Linked DNA regions of Macaca mulatta: region 2 is linked to region 1. The links are chromatin contacts, called in public Hi-C maps. All regions are on one chromosome and are shown on one strand. Each heading gives the region's core, a stretch centred on a gene start, on an enhancer-like site or on the middle of the called end of the contact. The rest is flanking DNA. Distances are from core to core; before and after follow the strand shown. Region 1 overlaps UBAC2 (UBA domain containing 2). Region 2 has its middle 56 kb from the start of TM9SF2.

Region 1 (3,552 bases), core at 269-2,768:
GTAAATATTTACCTAATTGACCACTCTCTCAACTGGATGCTTTTGAAAGAGCAGGATCTTACTCTCTCTTACAGCTCCCTCAGCATGGAGTAGTGAAGAGTGTTCTTTAATACCGAAGAGACAAAGAAAACTGACTGGGCTCAGTCTGCCACACGCTAGTTGCTTCAGTTATTTTTTTGCACTAAATTATTGTGTCTCTGCTAATGTCCTTTTTCCTTTCTTCCTTCCCTCCCTCCCTCCTTCCTTCCTTCTTTTTTTTTTCTCTCTCTCTCTCACTCAGTAAGCTACTTCAAATCTCTTAAGAGAAAAATATAGGCTGCGCGTGGTGGCTCATGCCTGTAATCCCACCACTTTGGGAGGCCGAGGCAGACAGATCACTTGAGGTCAGGAGTTTGAGACCAGCATGACCAACATGGTGAAACCCCATCTCTGCTAAAAATGCAAAAATAAACCAGATGTGTTGGTGGGCACCTGTAATCCCAGCTACTTGGGAGGCTGAGGCAGGAGAACAGCTTGAACCCAGGAGGCAGAGGAGGTTGCGGTGAGATGAGATCACACCATTGTACTCCAGCCTGGGTGACAGAGAGACTCCATCTCAAAAAAAAAAAAGAAAAGTATAAAAGTTGAATTTCACATTTGGGTTCAGTGATTTTTTTTTTTTTTTTTTTAAGGATTGAAATGTGGACTTATAAAATCATTTCCACATCTTACCTAGAGAGAAGCATATAATCCTTTCATTCTTATATTCACAAGATATGTCCTTTCTCGAACAAAAAGTTCCCACACTTTTGGGCTCAGTTCAGTATTTGGGTGTTGGATACCATGTGTCCGGCATTGTACTTGGCACTACGTCACCTTGGCAGTCAGCGAGCACACGCCAGGCTCATCCTAGACACTCTGCAGGTGGGCCCATTGATGTGCCACTTTCCCTCCTCAGAACAGCCCTGGAAGGTGAGAACTCGCATCTCCTTTGAGGAAACAGGCTCAGAAACCTTCAGTGCTATTTTGCTATTTTCTATAAATTGATAAAAGAAAAATCATGATGTTAGAAGATACATAACAAGACAAAGAGGCTTTTCTTGTCTCACTTATGTCTTGACATTGCCTGAGGACTGATTAGGAACTGAGATTGCCAATCATTTTAACAAGATTTTAGTAATGTTTGAAGATCTGTGCCTTCTGAATCAAAGTGGCATGCAGAGGTACTTACCTTATGGAATTGCTGGCTAATTGTGAAAGGAGACTCAGGCTTTTAACACTGCAGGAATTTCAAAAGTGACAGTCTCAGGGGCCAGAGTCTTACCAGGGAACAGACCTAATGTATCCAGTTTAAAAGGGCCCGTAAGCTGTTGCCAGAAGGCTACGTGAAGCCACATGATCAGTGATTTTGTATTTGAACATGAAGGGCAGTGGCATCATTGACCTAAGCTAGAGTTTTCTCACCCTCAGCACTTTTGATATTTTAGTTGCATAACCCTTTGTGGTGGGGGCGGTCCCGTGCACTGCAGGGTGGCTGGCAGCATCACTGGCCTCCACCCAGTACATGCTGGTAGCAAAACCTCCTTCCTCCAGTCTTACCCCAGTCATGACAACTGAAAATGTCTCCAGATAATGCCAAATGACACTTGGGGGGCAAAGTCACCCATGATGGAGGGTCATGACATGCATGGTGCTGGGTGGTAGATAGAACCTTGGAAAGAATTAGCCCACACCCTTGAAGAGCTGATGACCTGTGAAGCTTGTTGAGACCTTTTGACTAGGTAGAATATTTCTAGTAGTTGACTGAAATAGCTTTGGTTGAGGCTATTAGTAAAAATTTGTTTTAAAGAGGTTTAACATCTGTTTTCATTTCTGCTTTTCTGAGTTGCTTTGCTGCTCAATTCCTTTATTTTAGCTGTGTTCCTCTTGGGACTTCAGACATTTGAGTGTGTCAAAATTTCCAGTCTGATAGGAAATATGTTTTGTTCAAAAAGAAATAAAGATATTAATAACTGTTAGGCTAGAATGATGGAAGTTTAACGCAGGTTAAGTCAGACTCGGGTGACAGCAAAGGAGATACTTTAATAGTGAAGGGAACTTGTAGTCTGGTTGTATTCAAGATTCACTTCCTGTTCTTGTTTATCGTTGGAAAGTTGCACCTTGTGAAAGATTTTAGATTTAGATCATTGTATTGTTCTAAGAAAAAAAATTCAAAATGCTAACCATGTCTTGGTAACCATAGCAAAATATACAACACACAAAAATAATCTCATACCTATCTTAGGGTTGGATTTTTTGGTGCATGTTATGTGAGTTCTGAAATATCTAATGTGCTTGAAATCTAATGTGCTTTTGTTACCTGAACTCAAGGAAAAAGGCTTTGTCAGTTACAAGAGAATAGGCATCTCTGTTTTGGCTGGATTGTTAGATGAAGTAATAGAATGAATTCTGGCTGATTCAGCAGAAAGGGAATTTATGAAAGTAGCTCAGAGAATATTTGGGAAGGCAAATAATCAGTCTTGGGTATACCAGAGCTAGAATCAACACTTTACAGTTCTCCTATCTCCTAAAATTGTTTTGTTTGCTTACTTAATGTTTAATATTGGCTTCTAGGATGTAGGATTCAGACAGCAACTTGGTCTGTGTGGTTTTCACTTGTTATTCCAGTCTGAATAACAGCTGGTTCATAGAGGCACTTGATAATTATTTGCTGTATAAATAAATGACAATACCAAGGATAGATTTGTTAATATTAGTGACAATATGACGAAAAAATATAGAGTAACATTATGAAATGTTTTTGTTGTTTGTTTGTTTGTTTTTGAAACGGAGTCTCGCCCTGTTGCCCAGACTGGAGTGCAGTGGCGCGATCTCGGCTCACTGCAAGCTCCACCTCCCAGGTTCACGCCATTCTCCTGCCTCAGCCTCCCAAGTAGCTGGGACCACAGGCGCCGCCACCACGCCCGGCTAGTTTTTTGTATTTTTAGTAGAGACGGGGTTTCACCATGTTAGCCAGGATGGTCTCGATCTCCTGACCTCCTGATCCGCCCATCTCGGCCTCCCAAAGTGCTGAAATTACAGGCTTGAACCACTGCGCCCGGCCGAAATGTTAACGTTACACATTCCATTTGGAGATTTTTTTTTGACAGCAGGATTTACCTTTTCTCTTAAGAAATCTTAATAAATTTGTATTGAACAATTTTGTACCATAGAACCTTGTTTGACGTATGTTCCTGATTTAAATGAATAGCCACAAGCAGACTTGCAAGAGTAGATGTTGGTATTGCTGTGTTCTACATGAGAAAGCTGAGGGTCTGAGGATTGAGTCACTAAGTGATGGCTACTTAAGTGGCAAGCCTGGATGGAAACTCAAGCCCATCTGAATTGTAGCTCAGACATTTCCTTAATGCCTTAATGCCACTTTTTTTTTTCTTTTTGAGACTGAGTCTCGCTCTTTTGCCCAGGCTGGAGTGCAGTGGCGCAATCTCGGCTCACTGCAGCCTCTGCCTCCCAGGTTCAAGCGGTTCTCCTGCCTCAGCCTCCTGAGTAGCTGGGATTACAGGTGTGCACAAC
Region 2 (3,552 bases), core at 743-3,242, 150 kb after region 1:
GGCCAGGCAGGGTTTCTCACGGGAAGTCACATTTGAACTGGCATTTTCACACTTGCGAAAGTGTGCCCAAGGACGCAGGACTTTCCTTAACCAGAAAAATCCCTGCTTGCGAGTGTGCACGTCTCGGCTTAGAGTGCAGAGGAGCAAACAGCAGAAACTTCCCCCGGCTGTGGAGCCGAAACAGGAAACCACCCAGGAGCCCTGTGCAGAAGCAGCCGGGGATTCCCAGTTCCCCAGGACCCAGTGGGCGTTTTCACAGGAAGACTCTCGGGTGAAGCCCCCTGTTGTACCCCTCCCCATAGGGATGGAGGCTCCAGGAGGTCGCAGGTTGTTGTCTGTTTTGTTGGCTAATGAATCCCAAGCATCTATGCCTAGCACGAATTTGCCTTCTACAAACATGTGTTAAATGAATGAAGAAATGCGACTGGATCCTTCAAAAATCGACAGGGGCCCGACACAGTGGCTCACATCTGTAATCCCAGGACTTTGGGAGGCCGAGGCGGGAGGACTGCTTGTGGCCAGGAGTTTGAGACCAGCCTGGGCATTGTATTGAGACCCTGTCTTGACAAAGAAATTATTTTTAATTAGCTGGGCATGGTGGTGCACACCTGTAGTCCCGGCTACTCTGGAGGCTGAAGTGGGAGGATCACCTGAGCCCAGGAGCTCAAGGCTGTAGTGAGTAGTGATCGCACCACTACATTCCAGCCTGGGCAATACAGTGAGACCCTGTCTATTTTTTTAAAAAATGCTGGGGGCAGCAGAATAAGGCAGGCCGTGGCTCTCTCTGTGTGTGTGGCACTTGTATCTGCAAATCGCCATGGTGCCCTGCATGTAGGTGACCTAGAAAGACGCCGCCTCCAGGTCCAGCGGGCGCGGAACTGTTTTCATGCCGTTGAGCAGGTGGAGTGCTGCTGAGGTGTGGCTGACTCTGCCCTCTGCCGGGACTGCAGGGTGCACTCTTGCTGGGGTCTGGAGGGTCCTAGCAGGTGTCTGAGCTGCCTGGATTAGGGATCTTTTTCCTCAGCGTGTGATCGGAGCTGGAAGGATGGGTTCCAGGCCAGTGGGGCAGGGCTGGGACCATCTTCTCTGGGAGCCTCCATCTTTGGCTCTCAGTGGGTGGGCGCAGTCACCTGGCAAGGCCTGACGTAGGCCGGTCCCCGATCAGCGTAGGGAGAGCAGAGCATTGGAACCCACTGACCAACATCACCTCCATCACTTCCAGCGAAGTCAGGGGCGAATTGCACCCCACACATTCGTAGGGTGAAGTCCTAACCTCCAGTACCTCAGAATGGGACTGTATTTGGAGACAGGGTCTATAAAGAGGTGATTATGATTAAACAAGGTGCCATGACTGGTGTCCCTACAAGAAGAGGTGATTAGAACACAGACGCACACAGAGGGAAGACACGTGAAGCCCCTGGTGGAAGATGCTGTGGAGAGCCTCAGGAGACAGCAGCCCTGCCCACACCTTGACCAGGTCCTCCCAGCTTCTAGACAGCGAGGAAATACATTTCTGTCATCAGAGGCCCCGAGTCTGTTACGGCAGCCCCAGAGACCCGACCGAGCCTTCTCACTCAATGAACTTCTTCAATGGGCTCCCCAAGGTAACACCCACATTGTCACCACAAAGAAGAAATAAACAGAGCTGCCCTCCAGAGTGATAGGTCAGAAAGGCCTCGTGACTCAGGAGTGGGTTATTTGAGTGACCTTACTGCTCACTCAGAAAGAAAAACAGCCTTTCAGGCCTGCAGTTCCCAGCAGCATAGCCTGCTCCTTCCTGGCTGATGTCAGAGGGCCCAACTTCCGATAAGCCGCTGTCTGCTGACGTAGGTCTACACCCGGAGAACCGTGGGCCCTGAGTCAGGTGAAAGGCCTGATGTCTGCGGGGAGCTTAGTGGGTTTTTATGTGAAAAAAGAAAAGTCTTACGCCATTGGCTGTCTTTTATTAGGGCTGTTAAACACCTGGCTTGACAGCACAAAGAGGATGATGAAAGTAAGTCCAGTTCGGGAGTTCCATGAGGGATTGACAGCCACATTTGAAATACATTTTACTTATTAACTGGAAGTGCCTCGGGGGACTCTGGCAAGCATGCAGGGACCCCACTCTCTCCACCCCTCTCAGCCCACTGCTTCTTCATTGCTGGGCCTGTCTCTGCCTCTAGCTGGGCTCCACTTTTAAAATTTTAATTTTTATTTTGAGACAGGGTCTCACTGTGTTGCTCAGGCTGGAGTACAGTGACAAGACTGTGGTTCACTGCAGCCTCGACCTCCTGGGCTCAAGCCCAGCTCAGCCTCCAGAGTCGCTGGGACCACAGGGGCGCACCACCACGTGGGGTCCAGTTTAACACGTCCAAACCTCCCTGTGCCTCTGGGAAAGTCCGGGCAATTTCTTGATTTTCCAGATAAGAGTGACTGACGGCCAAAACTCCTTTATCCTTCCCACTGGGGTATTCCCCCTGCCAGGGCCCACACTGCCTGCCTGACATCGTTGAGGAACCCTTCATGGGCCCGGGTCCGGCAGGGCAGGGCAGACAGGGATTCCAGAGGTGCAGATTTTGCTGTTACTGGGCAGAGTAGCTTCCCATTCTGGGCTTCACTTTGCTCCTCTGCAGGATGAGGATCATAATAACAGCTCCACAGAGGTCCTCTGTGAATATTAAGGCAGTCACGTGTGTATAAATGTGTCTGGGGTACAGTAAGTCCTAAAGGTCCCTTCCCTTCCATCCCTTTCCTCCCCTTTATGGCAGAACTGTGGCTCCTCCTCCTGTCTCCCCTCATCACCAAGTGCAGCGCTATACACACACAGAGATCGGAATACAAACGTGCTGATGAACGGATTCCCTGACCTCAGCGTGCACCCCATCATGTATCACTCACCTGTATCTGCCTCAGCTGGGACTAGCTTTGATGAATGTGAATCTTTAAACTATAATAATTCATGCTCTTGTAGAAAGCATGGGATATGTTTGCAAACACAAAGAAGAAAATAAATATATTTTATTTTTTATAAATATATAAAAAAAATAAATATATTTTATAAAATATAAAAACAGACCCCAGAGTCTGTTTTCCTCAGCTGCCTGAGCTCTCCGTGATAATTGTCCCAGAGTATCTTAGAGTAGCCACTTGGCTTCTCAAGCCTCCAAGAAAAAGACCTTCTTTATGGCAGAACTACATTTAATAGCTTTTTATCTCACAGCAGATGAAATACCTGTATATACCGGGTCTTATCTCACACTTCTGCCCTGTGGACGGTAAAAATCTCCTCCTGCACCAGAAACACTGTTGAGAAAGCCGCCTGGATACTTCAAGCCTCTCAGCTGATAATGAGTACCTATTTAACCCAGGCTGATAATTCAGAGAAAATAACTTCTCAACGCTGGGTGCAGTGGCTCGCACCTGTAATCCCACACTTCGGGAGGCTGAAGCGGGAGGATCACTTGAGCCCAGGAATTCAAGACCAGCCTGGGCTACAAAACTAGACCTTGTCTCTACTAAAAATAAGTAAATAAATAAATTAGCCAAACTTGGTGGCGCGTGACTGTAGTCCCT

The links. A called contact is a pair of places that touch in the nucleus more often than the background predicts.
Region 2: a Hi-C map of CD4 T cells shows a contact between it and region 1, with 3 times the contacts expected there. The contact joins two enhancer-like sites. A contact is called at or near these places in 8 of 14 Hi-C or Micro-C datasets (CD4 T cells, blood, cortical neurons and 5 more).

Annotation. Positions count from the first base shown.
Region 1 is chr17:93,990,508-93,994,059 of T2T-MMU8v2.0, forward strand. All of the region lies in intron 4 of UBAC2 (UBA domain containing 2), which reads left to right. LOC114673447 (a long non-coding RNA gene) reads right to left here. Exons shown (of 2, transcript XR_003724164.2): 1 at 1,211-3,552; 2 at 1-1,015. Among named protein-coding and RNA genes, the nearest start is that of GPR18, 24 kb to the left of the region's middle. Within about 2 kb of position 1,519, at least 15 of the 40 cell types and tissues checked have an H3K27ac peak or open chromatin away from gene starts, as enhancers often do. A contact at or near this core is called in CD4 T cells and blood, where this site is marked.
Region 2 is chr17:94,135,444-94,138,995 of T2T-MMU8v2.0, forward strand. No RefSeq gene overlaps it. Among named protein-coding and RNA genes, the nearest start is that of TM9SF2, 56 kb to the right of the region's middle. Within about 2 kb of position 1,993, at least 8 of the 40 cell types and tissues checked have an H3K27ac peak or open chromatin away from gene starts, as enhancers often do. A contact at or near this core is called in CD4 T cells and blood, where this site is marked.